3 separate regions of the Mus musculus genome follow, and all the other regions are linked to region 2. The links are chromatin contacts, called in public HiChIP or PLAC-seq and promoter capture Hi-C maps. All regions are on one chromosome and are shown on one strand. The core of a region is the stretch at or near the end of the contact, and the rest is flanking DNA. Distances in the headings are between cores, read along the strand shown.

What was found. Promoter capture Hi-C pulls out the DNA fragments that hold promoters and counts their contacts. HiChIP or PLAC-seq counts read pairs in DNA pulled down with a chosen protein or histone mark.
Region 1: a promoter capture Hi-C map of hematopoietic stem and progenitor cells shows a contact between it and region 2, with 3 times the contacts expected there. The contact joins the enhancer-like site here to the promoter of Armcx5 in region 2. A contact is called at or near these places in 15 of 39 promoter capture datasets (the 3T3-L1 cell line, 3T3-L1-derived adipocytes, the HPC-7 cell line and 9 more), 31 of 484 Hi-C or Micro-C datasets (the 63-12 cell line, the AtT-20 cell line, B cells and 22 more), 3 of 115 datasets of contacts at active chromatin or transcription factors (extraembryonic endoderm stem cells, forebrain and trophoblast stem cells) and 3 of 9 other capture datasets (adipose tissue, liver and pancreatic islet).
Region 3: an H3K4me3 HiChIP or PLAC-seq map of stem cell-derived neural progenitor cells shows a contact between it and region 2, with 2.5 times the contacts expected there. The contact joins the promoter of Nxf7 here to the promoter of Armcx5 in region 2. A contact is called at or near these places in 20 of 39 promoter capture datasets (the 3T3-L1 cell line, 3T3-L1-derived adipocytes, the HPC-7 cell line and 13 more), 1 of 484 Hi-C or Micro-C datasets (the HL-1 cell line), 2 of 115 datasets of contacts at active chromatin or transcription factors (extraembryonic endoderm stem cells and stem cell-derived neural progenitor cells) and 3 of 9 other capture datasets (adipose tissue, liver and pancreatic islet).

Annotation. Positions count from the first base shown.
Region 1 is chrX:135,572,297-135,575,917 of GRCm38.p6, forward strand. No RefSeq gene overlaps it. Among named protein-coding and RNA genes, the nearest start is that of Nxf7, 25 kb to the right of the region's middle. Within about 2 kb of position 2,120, at least 39 of the 459 cell types and tissues checked have an H3K27ac peak or open chromatin away from gene starts, as enhancers often do. A contact at or near this core is called in extraembryonic endoderm stem cells, pre-megakaryocyte-erythroid progenitors and trophoblast stem cells, where this site is marked.
Region 2 is chrX:135,740,319-135,743,966 of GRCm38.p6, forward strand. It overlaps Armcx5 (armadillo repeat containing, X-linked 5), which reads left to right and starts at 2,374. Exons shown (of 4, transcript NM_001009575.5): 1 at 2,374-2,660; 2 at 3,245-3,296. Gprasp1 (G protein-coupled receptor associated sorting protein 1) reads left to right here and starts at 2,374. Exons shown (of 11, transcript NM_026081.5): 1 at 2,374-2,660.
Region 3 is chrX:135,597,337-135,601,028 of GRCm38.p6, forward strand. It overlaps Nxf7 (nuclear RNA export factor 7), which reads right to left and starts at 1,441. Exons shown (of 23, transcript NM_130888.2): 1 at 1,342-1,441.

The DNA of each region.
Region 1 (3,621 bases), core at 870-3,369, 170 kb before region 2:
TTCTCAGACTTGTGTGTAAGAATATAAATTCATCTGTCATTACTCCCACCAGCTTCCTTTATGAGTTCTGGTTTTTCTGCCGTATATAGAAACCTTTCCCCAATGGCAGCTTACAAGGGACTCCCAATTACAAATTATCAAGTCAGTGTGTAGTTTCATTTGCTATGTACAATCTGTAACCTGTCGCTATTTGTTTGAGATACACCAGGAAGTTCAGATCGATTCTTCACCTTCAAATGTCTATGCCGTTTTCCCAGTACATTGGTCTTAACCTGCACCTAGGAAACAGGAGAGGCTACCCTCCCTCTCCCCTGTGTTCTGCAGGCAAATGACTACAAAGACTCTCTCCCAGTGACTTACAGCACACTGTTAACCCCTCCCACCTGACACAATACTAGACTCAGACCCTGCAAGTATAAATACTTAGATTCCCTGAAGATGAACTGAAGCTCTCCTTCCCAATGCATCATCAGAAGGAAACGGCTGTGAGCTCAACTCTGAGCCATCTCTCCTTCCAGGCCTTGAGAAGGGGCTCACTGGATCCTGAGAGCTACACCCCCAATGCCACCTGAGAAGAGGCTTCCCGAGGGAAACATGTCCTTCTTCCATACTGTCCTGAGATCCTTGATGCCGATGTCCCCACACTGTTCCTTTAACTGCCTGTTTATAGTAGGACAACGGCCTCCAGCTGGGAACCCAGAGGACCTCAAGGTCACAGCACTGGCCTAGGCCACTGACCCCACCTTACACAAGCCCCGCCCACTGCATCGACCTCTTCTTCTACAGTGCTCCCTCCACACTTCAGCATCTCCTCCCACTCCCTTACTTGCCCCTCCAATAAGCCACCACCTGTCCCCACTACAAGGATTCCTCCTGGCTCCCTTTAAATAATCCTCTCAAATGAATTCCCTCCTGTTAGCCCAGATAGCTTTAGTTGAGGGTAGTGCCATTTATTAAAGTTCTTCTCTCCCCAGGAACCCAATTGCCCTCCACAAATTGTATACAATTACCGCACCCCAGGCTTTGTTCTCATGTGAGCTTACCTGACTCAGTATAGTTTATGTACAGCACGTATCCAGAGCAGCACACGCTCCAACTTCTGCAGAAGGGTTTCTGGTACATTCTTTGTTTCTCCAACCCAGATGTAAAGTGTCTTTAAGACACTATTGTAGCTGGGCAATGGTGGCGCACGCCTTTAATCACAGCAATTGAGAGGCAGAGGCAGGCAGATTTCTGAGTTTGAGGCCAGCCTGGTCTACAGAGTTAGTTCCAGGACAGACAGGGCTGTACAGAGAAACCCTGTCTCGAAAAAAAGAAAACAAAACAAAACAAAAAACCAAAAAAGACTCTATAGAAAAGTCATGATCAAGTTGAAGGTGTCTGTTGATTTGTACTGTTAGTTGTGGGTGAGTTTAGAAGGTAGAATGGTGTTTTAATTGTTCAGAGTTATGTGTTTATCTCCTCTAATAGTTATCCTCTGTTAAAGAGTTTTCTAGAATGCCTCTGTTTGGGATTGAAGCCCTATAGAAGGCCATAGGAGATCCCTAGATGCATCCTACCTGGGGTGGTCTGCTGTGATCTCCTTACCCACTCAAGAGGAAGCCCCATATTAGAGGGTCTCTGGCAGCAACAGCTGCCCCTCCATCAGAATGCAGGTAAGGGGTAGCTGCCCCCCTCTTCCCCAACTGCTCCCCAGGAACTTGAGATGATTCTCCAAGGAAAGGGAGGCAGTGCTTGCTCAGGCTCTGTCCAGGAAGGGGGGGTGAGGGTCTTCAATCAGTGCTGTGAGTCGCCCATGCCTTTGAAATATGAGTTTCCTTGATAAGCATCAAGCAGTTTCATGGCTTTGTCCAGGCAGCCTGAGGCAAGCTTGCAGATGGACTCCAAGGAGGAATTGTTTGTTGAGTGTGGGCCTGCAGATCCTCAGTGACAGTCATTGTTGGGCTATCTGCAGGGCTTAGGGGGTTCTGGGTCATGGAGACTAAAAGGCTTTGCTGCTAATGTTCTCCAGAATTGCCATGAGTGTGATAAGTAAAACCACTTTCCCTGGCTGTGGGCAAGCTCTAGGGAGGTGGCTTGGCTGTGTGTGGAGTGAGTAACCTGACCAGTTGCAGTTCTTGCCCAGCCCCTTTGCAGACCACGCCTCCTGTGGCAGTCTTGCTCTGTACATTTGCAGACCCCACCTCCTGTGGCAGTCTTGCTCTGTACATTTGCAGACCCCACCTCCTGTGGCAGTCTTGCTCTGTACATTTGCAGACCCCACCTCCTGTGTCAGTCTTGCCCTGCCCCTTTGCAGACCACGCCTCCTGTGGCAGTCTTGCCCAGCCCCTTTGCAGACCACGCCTCCTGAGGCAGTCTTGCCCAGCCCCTTTGCAGACCACGCCTCCTGTGGCAGTCTTGCCCAGCCCCTTTGCAGACCACGCCTCCTGTGGCAGTCTTGCCCAGCCCCTTTGCAGACCACGCCTCCTGTGGCAGGAGTGCTTTCCAGAGAAACTGAAGCTTCTTGTCTCTCTTTTCTCCACAGCCCCTTTTATACCCCCTCCTCCTTACAGGTCGCTTTCCCACATTCATGCAGTCACGTCTGTTTTATTTCATGACAAAACCTCTGTTTTTGACCAGATCTCTCTGTGTGGTCAGAGGTTTGGCACTGTCCATTAATACCCGAGTGTGCATTTTCTGGTACACAGCCCAAGCAACAAGTGTCCAGTCCTGGAATCTTTCAGTTGGCCAAAGTTCACCCACGAGGGGCAGAGCCCCCTAGAGCAGTTCCTCATTCTCTGCTCTGCTGCTGGCAGGCCCTGCTTTGTACCTAACCAGTGAAGGCAACCGCCACAGCTGCTGTGAGTGAGAGCATGCTCAAAATGGCTGTGTGATAGCCTGAAGATAACATTTCACATCCCTCGCATTCTTTCCACTCCTTCTGCAGTGCTCTGTAAGCCTTAGGCTAGGGCTGATCTGTGAACAGCTTCACAGAAGGAAAAACAGGCCTGCTACTTTAAACACAGTCTAAAACCCAGGGGAAAACACCCATATGCAGAAGAGTTTTAAACTTTCAAATATTTTTGAGAAAATAACATGGAGTACGGTGGATGGTACCCACCGGCAGCTGAAGGGTCTGATACACAATCTCATTGCCTCCTTCTCAGAAGACTGGCTTATCTGCCCAGTCCTGACGCTGTTCTGTGTTGGTTCTGCCTTTCCTTTTGACCAGGCGATGCATTAGCTCAAGAAACCATCAAATCACCCTGGTAGCACGGGAGATTTTCAATCCTGGGAAACTACTACTCAGTAAGGGTGAATTTACATCCAAAGGGTAACCAGCAACAGAACAGTGGTATTGGTGTGAGTGTATTAAAATGTACCCATGGAATCTTATCAACTAGCAGAGCCCAAGTAGACTTCAGAGCATAGTGCCATGAAGGAACCACTGTGTGTAGAGTCTGAGGTGCATTGAGGAACCCTTCAGTATGACAGAGCTAACCATTGTGTCTGGGATCTCAGCTTCTAGCCCAATACATGGTTACAGAAGGGAAAAACAGATCCAGTTTTAGAAGGGATGAATCAATTCTATCACCACTGTTGGATCTGCTGAGTCCGTACATTCCATACTGAGCGGGAATT
Region 2 (3,648 bases), core at 1,124-3,623:
TATTAGATATTTTCTTCATTTACATTTCAAATGCTATCCCAAAAGTCCCCTATATCTTCCCCCCACCCTGCTCCCCTACCCACCCACTCCTGCTTCCTGGTACTATTCCTGGTACTGTACTGGGGCATATGATCTTCGCAAGACCAAGGGCCTCTCCTCCCATTGATGGCCGGCTAGGCCATCCTCTGCTACATATCCAACTAGAGACACAAGCTCTGGGGGGTACTGGTTAGTTCATATTGTTGTTCCACCTATAGGGTTGCAGACCCCTTTAGCTCCTTGGGTACTTTTTCTAGCTCATTCATTGGGGTCCCTGTGTTCCATCCAATAGCTGACTCTGAGCATCCACTTCTGTATTTGCTAGGCCCCATCATAGTCTCACAAGAGACAGCTATATCAGGGTCCTTTCAGCAAAATCTTTCTGGCATATGCAATAGTGTCTGGGTTTGGTGGTTGTTTATGGGATGGATCCCTGGGTGGGGCAGTCTCTGGATGGTCTTTCCTTCCGTCTCAGCTTTGGAACTTGTCTCTGTAACTCCTTCCATGGGTATTTTGTTCCCTATTCTAAGGAGGAATAAAGTATCCACATGTTGGTCTTCTTTCTTCTTGATTTTCTTGTGTTTTGCAAATTGTATCTTGGATAGTCTAAGTTTCTGGGCTAATATCCACTTATCAATGAGTGCATATCATGTGTGTTCTTTTGTGATTAGGTTACCTTACTCAGGATGATGCCCTCCAGTCCATCCATTTGCCTAAGTTAATACCAGCCTTATTTATAATAGCCAGAAGCTGGAAAGAACCCAGATGTCCCTCTTTCTTTCTTTCTTTCTTTCTTTCTTTCTTTCTTCCTTCCTTCCTTCCTTCCTTTCTTTCTTCCTTCCTTTTTCTCTTTTCTTTCCTTCTCTCCTCTTCTCTTCTCTTCTCTTCTCTCTCCCTCTCTCTATCTCTCTCTCTTTAACTGTTTTTAGGGCCCTGGGCTGGCCCATCTGGAGGGACCACTACCACCTATTTTTTACAATTATGTTTTATTGAGCCTCCCACCAAAACTATTTTCATCTTGTGTCCTGGGTCATGAAGATGGTCTGTCTGGACTGACCATCACCACCTAGTATTGTTCCTTATAGGCTGGTTATTCCTTCCAAAAGTTAACCTCCTGCCTCATGACATTATCAGGTTTTCTGATAATGTAGACTGGGACTGAGGGGAAACCATGCACTTTTATTAAGGCAATTTCAAAATTACAAACATCCCTGAAACAGGAAAAATGTCTCTCATCATAATCTACTAATGTCATAGCTCAGCTTAGAGTTGAGGCATACAGGACTGATGGGCTGGGACATTTCTAAGTGGTATACATGTTAGAAACACTTTCTGATTCTAAGGCTTATTTTAATTAAATTTATGTTCAAATAGATAATACAAACATGAGGCCCAGCATTCAAGATGCAAGGACTTATATAGTCAGAGATTTAGGGGGCAAGAAACGTGAGGGAACAAGCCCGGAGAAATCCACAGAGCAGGGACTGGTGTTGGTCCACGGGTACAAAGATACTTTGGTATTATGTCTTGTCAGTAAGAAGATTCTTGTTTTCCCAGTGCCTAGATTAAATCCAAGCCACTGCACCTTATGGTAGTGAGGTCATCCTGGAGTAGAACTCGTCTGCACAGTTCTTTTTCTCCCTGTTTTTCCTCTATCCTTACTTCATGTTATCTAAAACTATTTCAAAACAAGAAACATGCCGGACAATAAGAGCAAAAGATTTCAAGGGGTGGCAACAGGAAACATAAAAAGGGAGATTGAAAAACAAAACAAAACAAAACAAAAACGGTCTGGCAGCAGAGCAGTTTTCCATAGGTTCTGCCGCTGCAGCAAGAATTTTATGCAAACAAGCCCTTACAGGTGCATCACTGGCGGATTTTGCTTGTAGAAGGAACAGTTTAGAATTTGTTGGAATAAATGAGAATTTTTATTTGTAATTTCAGCGTTGAGAACCGCCCCACCCCCAGCATCGTTTCTACCTTGAGCCCCTCCCCTACCTAACCAGCTCACTTCAGTGGGCGGTGGGTTTAGTGAGGAACGTGTAAAAACACTAGAATTCTTTGCTATCCTTCCGCCCGGTAAGGCGGCCGCTTTTTCTTCTGACGCCACAGCGTGAAAACCGCATGCATTTCGAAATGGAAAGACATGTCTAAGAAGGAAGCTAAAACCGACATTTGGTAATCGCCTGCTTGCGGGTGCTTGGCGCGGTTTTCCCTAGTTCGGGATCAGAACCTAAGTGTCGCAGTGTGCGCCACAGTAGTATCACTCCGCTTCCCTAAGCCGGAACTCCTTAAATAACTCTAGCTCCTCCCTCTGCGGGCCTCCGTAATGACGTAGCCGCGCCTAGTGCGTCCCGGCGGATGTAGGTAGCTATGTAGTCGCTTCGTGAGGGACCGGAGAGAGGAGTGGGTACCGAAAGGTGACAGTAATTTGCTAGTCATGGCCCTTCATCTTGTCCTACATCCCAAGCTCCCGGCAAGCCCCTAAATTACAGTCGCCGCCATTGCCTCTGCTCCCTGCGGCGGACTGCCGACGGCGTTTGCCTGCCTCCTTTCTGTGTGGGAAGGCGCCGCCGGAGAGAACGCACCTAAGAAAACTGCCTTGGATTCAAGCAGAACAGGTCAGTAAGAAGGAGGGCATTGCTTGGGGTTGTGGTTGCGGGTTCCATGATTGGTGCGGGATTGGTGACCTGATTTTAGGGGGCGAGTGTTGGGAAGACAGACTAGGGAGGATGAGAAAAAGCTATCTACGTTTCCAGAAACTCGCTTCATCACGTTTGGGAAGGGAGATGGATGCAATGGCATCATCTACTGGGGAGATGGCGTACTTGTCAGAGAAAGGACTACCACCACTGATGAACGCAGTTGTCTGAGGAGCCTTGAGAATCAGGAAGGAGATACACAAAGGGGTTATAGATGTGGGAACATTAAATCTTGTGTTGGGTGTATTCGAAGATTGCACATTCTTATCTGACCATTAATTAACCATATCTTACTCAGTGCGATTTCATTTGATTTGGGGCTATCACACATTCATTTGTGTGGATAGATTTTGTGCCAAGTTTGCATTTCTCCACGTTTCAGGGCGGCAGATCAAAAGGGGAGGGGAGAAGATAAACAAAACTGACCTGATTTCTGTACTGTGGGAGAAAGCTGCAAGACTAGGTAGGGTTCTAGAATAATTTCTACATCTCCTCTTTTCCAGCCTTCCAGAAATGCCCTCCGCGTTACCCCAACTATGTTGCAGAATGTGATAGGTTTGTGTGGGTGGGTGGGGGATAATCATAAGAATGTGTAAGAAAATTGAAAATGATACTTTTCATTATTTCCCCAGCTTCCTGTTATTGTCAGGCGTTTCATCCCTACTGCTACCAGTACGACCAACTGTGCAGAGATGATTTAGTTGTCCCTTCATGGAAATGATCAGGCTTTAAGAATATAGCAGAGGAACGTGGAGATTTGGGGGTGTCATGGGGGGATGACAAAAAGAAAGGGAATCAGAGAATTCTTTACCAAACAAGTATCTGTATCCAGCAAGCATTTATTCCGTAATTACTGTTTCCTAAATTATACTCAGTAGTGCTGTTCTCATGTTTGTGGATTTCCATT
Region 3 (3,692 bases), core at 191-2,690, 140 kb before region 2:
CCATAGGTCTAGGTCAGCCACATAATTTTATTTTCTCCATGATGACAACATCCCTATGTTGTACAGCCATAGGATTCCATACTATCCTGATATCTGGGAGGGGCTCTATCAGCTCCTTCACAGTTTTGCCCATCAAACCTAGGAAAATAGCACTTAAGAAATTATAGCCACGGACCTAGGTCTAAGTCAACATTTCGTTAGATGTTGTACACCTTCAGGAGTCAGAGAATGTCAATAGATATCCTGCTCCATTACTCTGTAATTTATTCTCCATTTAGAGTCACTCACTGAAACTAAAGCCTAGATGAAATCCAGAAAAAAAAAACAAAAAAACAAAAAACAAAAAACAAAAAACAAACAAACAAAAAAAAACAAGACATCCTTCCGTATCTGACCTCTGGCCGGAGCAGAGCTGGAATTTCAAGCCTGTGTACAGCCACGCCTGGCTTTTGTCATGGCTTCTAGTGATTCAAGCTCAGGTCCCCATCTTTTACCCACTGAGCCACATTCCCTGTTCTGGGACCTATTCCTGAAGAAGAGAGGAAGCAGTAACAGAGACCATCACACAGAAGCAGGATGCAGTCAGAGAGCTCTGCATTAGGTCGACAGCCTTCTGAAGGCTTCGGGTCACAGCAGCAGTTTGTCTGTTCCCACAAAACTCAGGGTTTTCTGTAGGCCACTGAAGTAAATTCTTAAGCTGAGATTAGGTGAGCAGATCGTAAAACTTAACCCCTAACTGAGAATGCAGACCGTTCCCAAGATGATGCAAGGACAGTGCCAGAAGGCATTCGATGACGTCTGTTCAGGCAGACAGACGGCAGACGCCTAGGTAAGAGATAGCAACCAGGAAGTATGGATTGCTCGAAAAGCCGAAGCCCGGAGAGCTTTGGGGTGGAAGGCTTTTCCGTCAGGCAGCCCTAGTTACATAAACACGATCTACTGCCTACACGGTAGCAGCCTTGTGTGGGCTGTGCAGGGTTGAAGTGATGGGGAGACCCGATGCTTTCGCAGGATGAGTCTGAGTCAGTTCCATTGCTCCCTTTAGTGGAGCACAGGCTGGTGAGTCACATATCTTTTTACAGAGATGGCAGAGATGCTGAGGGGCAGAAAAATCCCCCTGCTACGGCCAAGCTCTTTCCCATTTGCCTGTCTACCTACATTCCATGTGGTTTCCATGGCCGTCTAAATGCCAGGCAGTCCAAGGCAGTGATTTTTTTTCCTAAGTCCCAAGTGGACTGGCATAGGAGCCCACAGGTAACTGTCTGTATTAGTCAGGGTTCTCTAGAGTCACAGAACTTATAGGTAGTCTCTATATAGTAAGGGAATTTGTTGATAACTTACAGTCTGTAGTCCAACTCCTCAACAGTGGTCAGCAGCAGCTGTGAATGGAAGTCCAAGGATCTAGCAGTTGCTCAGTCTCACAAGGCAAGCAGGAGAAGAAGAGGGCGTCTTCCTCCTTTCTACTTCCTTATGTAGGTCTCTAGCAGTAGGTGTGGCCTGGATAAAAGGGGTGTGCCACCAAGCCTGGATCTGGGTCTTGCTTTTGTTCCAGATGAACTCAGAGATCCCCTTGCCTTAGTTGCCTGGGATTCACAGCCACTATGCCTCAGGATCTCTACGCCAAGATCCAGATAAGAAAGCCTCAAGGTATGGACTACAGGTCAGCCTTCCATCTGGATTGCAGTTCATTTCATATATAGTCAAGTTTACAACTGGGAATAGCCACTACACTGTCACTCAAATGCCTTTAGCTCATGCTTATGTCGATCCTGTGAATATCTGCTTCACTGTGAGACACCAAAGTCTGACACAAACAATCCAAAAGAAAAGTTGCCCTACTGGTTAGGCTACTGGGGACAGAGGATCTTTATCTACTCTAGGTCCATCCCAACAGAATCATCACCTGTCTTCATACCTTAGGGGCTTTGCCAGAAAGGTCCTGCTTTCTGTCCCTGCTCCCAACTCCACAGCCACAATATACTTTCTTCCCATTCCTTTACAAAACAGTAATGACAACCATTTGTATTGAGGTGACCCCTAATTCTAAGAGGTGGGGGGGCTTGAGGCATCCCACATGAGCAAAGGAGCCCTGGGAGGGTTGATGGTCCTTGGAGCAATCCCATCCCCCCAGGTTGCACTTTAACCTAATTTTCCTACACTCTGCATTCTCACAGGGGCAGTAAGTCAGCTTCTCTGAGCCAGAAGGGCTCCCCACTGGGTCTTGCAGATAAGAGCAGTCTCTAAGTCCCCTCTTCCTGTCCTAGCCTGTCCCTCCAATCTGAGCTCCTGCCTGCCCATTTAGCCCCCTCCCCTCCCCTCCCCAGTGCACTACCTGAGTTCTCTCCAGAGAAACTGTTCAATCCAAAGGACAGCTTGTATACTTTCCATCTTTGAAGTCCACCAAGATTATATCACACACACACTTCAAGGGGCAGTGATACAGCATAAAGGAGGCTCCCCAGGGCATGACCATGGTGAACTCAGGCTTTTTCAGCTGACTAGAAAGTTTTTTTCATGTCCTGTCCAGCTGGATTTTTCCAGCTTGGATCATGTAGGAACAAAATGGGATACGTGGCTGACTATGCCCCCTTCCCACTGCTACCTTGATCACAGGCTCTGCCTGGATGAGGACCGAAGGACAAGCACTGGAGCAGAGGTAGTGAGGGCAGAAGCCATATTCTGCTGCTGCTTGACACTGTCAGGCAGGGTGATTTCCTAAGTACAGTTCTGCAATAGAAGCCTCCCTAGCAGAGACAAGAAGCTGAGGAAGGGGAAGAAAGATGGCTATTGTATCACTCTCCCAGAAAAACGACTGTGATTTTCAAGAGAATAGCTGGGACTGCTCTCTGAAGATCACCACAGCCTAGCTTGGTGAGTGCTGATGTTCTCTCTCTGGAAGAAGGGGTTAGGGATGACAATGGGACCCTCACCTGAGTACCCAACTGCCCCTGTGAACTCATTAAAGGCAATCTTGCTCCTCTAATTTCAGGCAACAATTAGATCTCTTGGCAGGCCTGGACTGTAGAGGTGAGAAACGATGAGAGGGGAAACTAGAAGAGGACACTCCAAGTATACATCCATAGTGGTGGGGGCAGGAATGTGATGGCAGGGTTCATGCATTCTACCCTTGTTACCTGATTCAAAGGGGGCTCCCTGGGTGACCTCTGGATAACTTTCCTGTGGTGGTTTCAATGAGAATGACCCCCAGAGGCAAAGACTATTATAAAGATTTTCTTATAATCAAACAGTCCACAGGCAGAGAGCAACAATGGGCCTCAACAAGACCAGTGTCTCCAAGTTATCCCCCCAGCAAACGTGTACCCCAGGTTACAAGTCCACCCCCTGCCTAAAGACAACCAATGCAGAGAGCAGCAGAAATTAAGTTTATAATATGACTCCCATCACCAGGCAATAATGTTGAAGGCTAAAGTTGCTCTCCAATTAGATGCTTGCACACATACACCCTGCTTGTTGTTTACTATAAAGTCTTGCCCTGATAGATATTTGGGGCTCCACCACCACCAAAACCATCCTGTGTGATGGTGGTGTGTTGCGGGGGAGGGTGAGATAGGTTGAATGGAATAAAGACCCTGCTGTGAGTTGCATCAGATTGGCACCTATCTGTTTTGGGGGTAGGGGTGGGGGGATCACAAACAATCCCTGGCACAACATTTTGGTGCATTGGCCAGGAA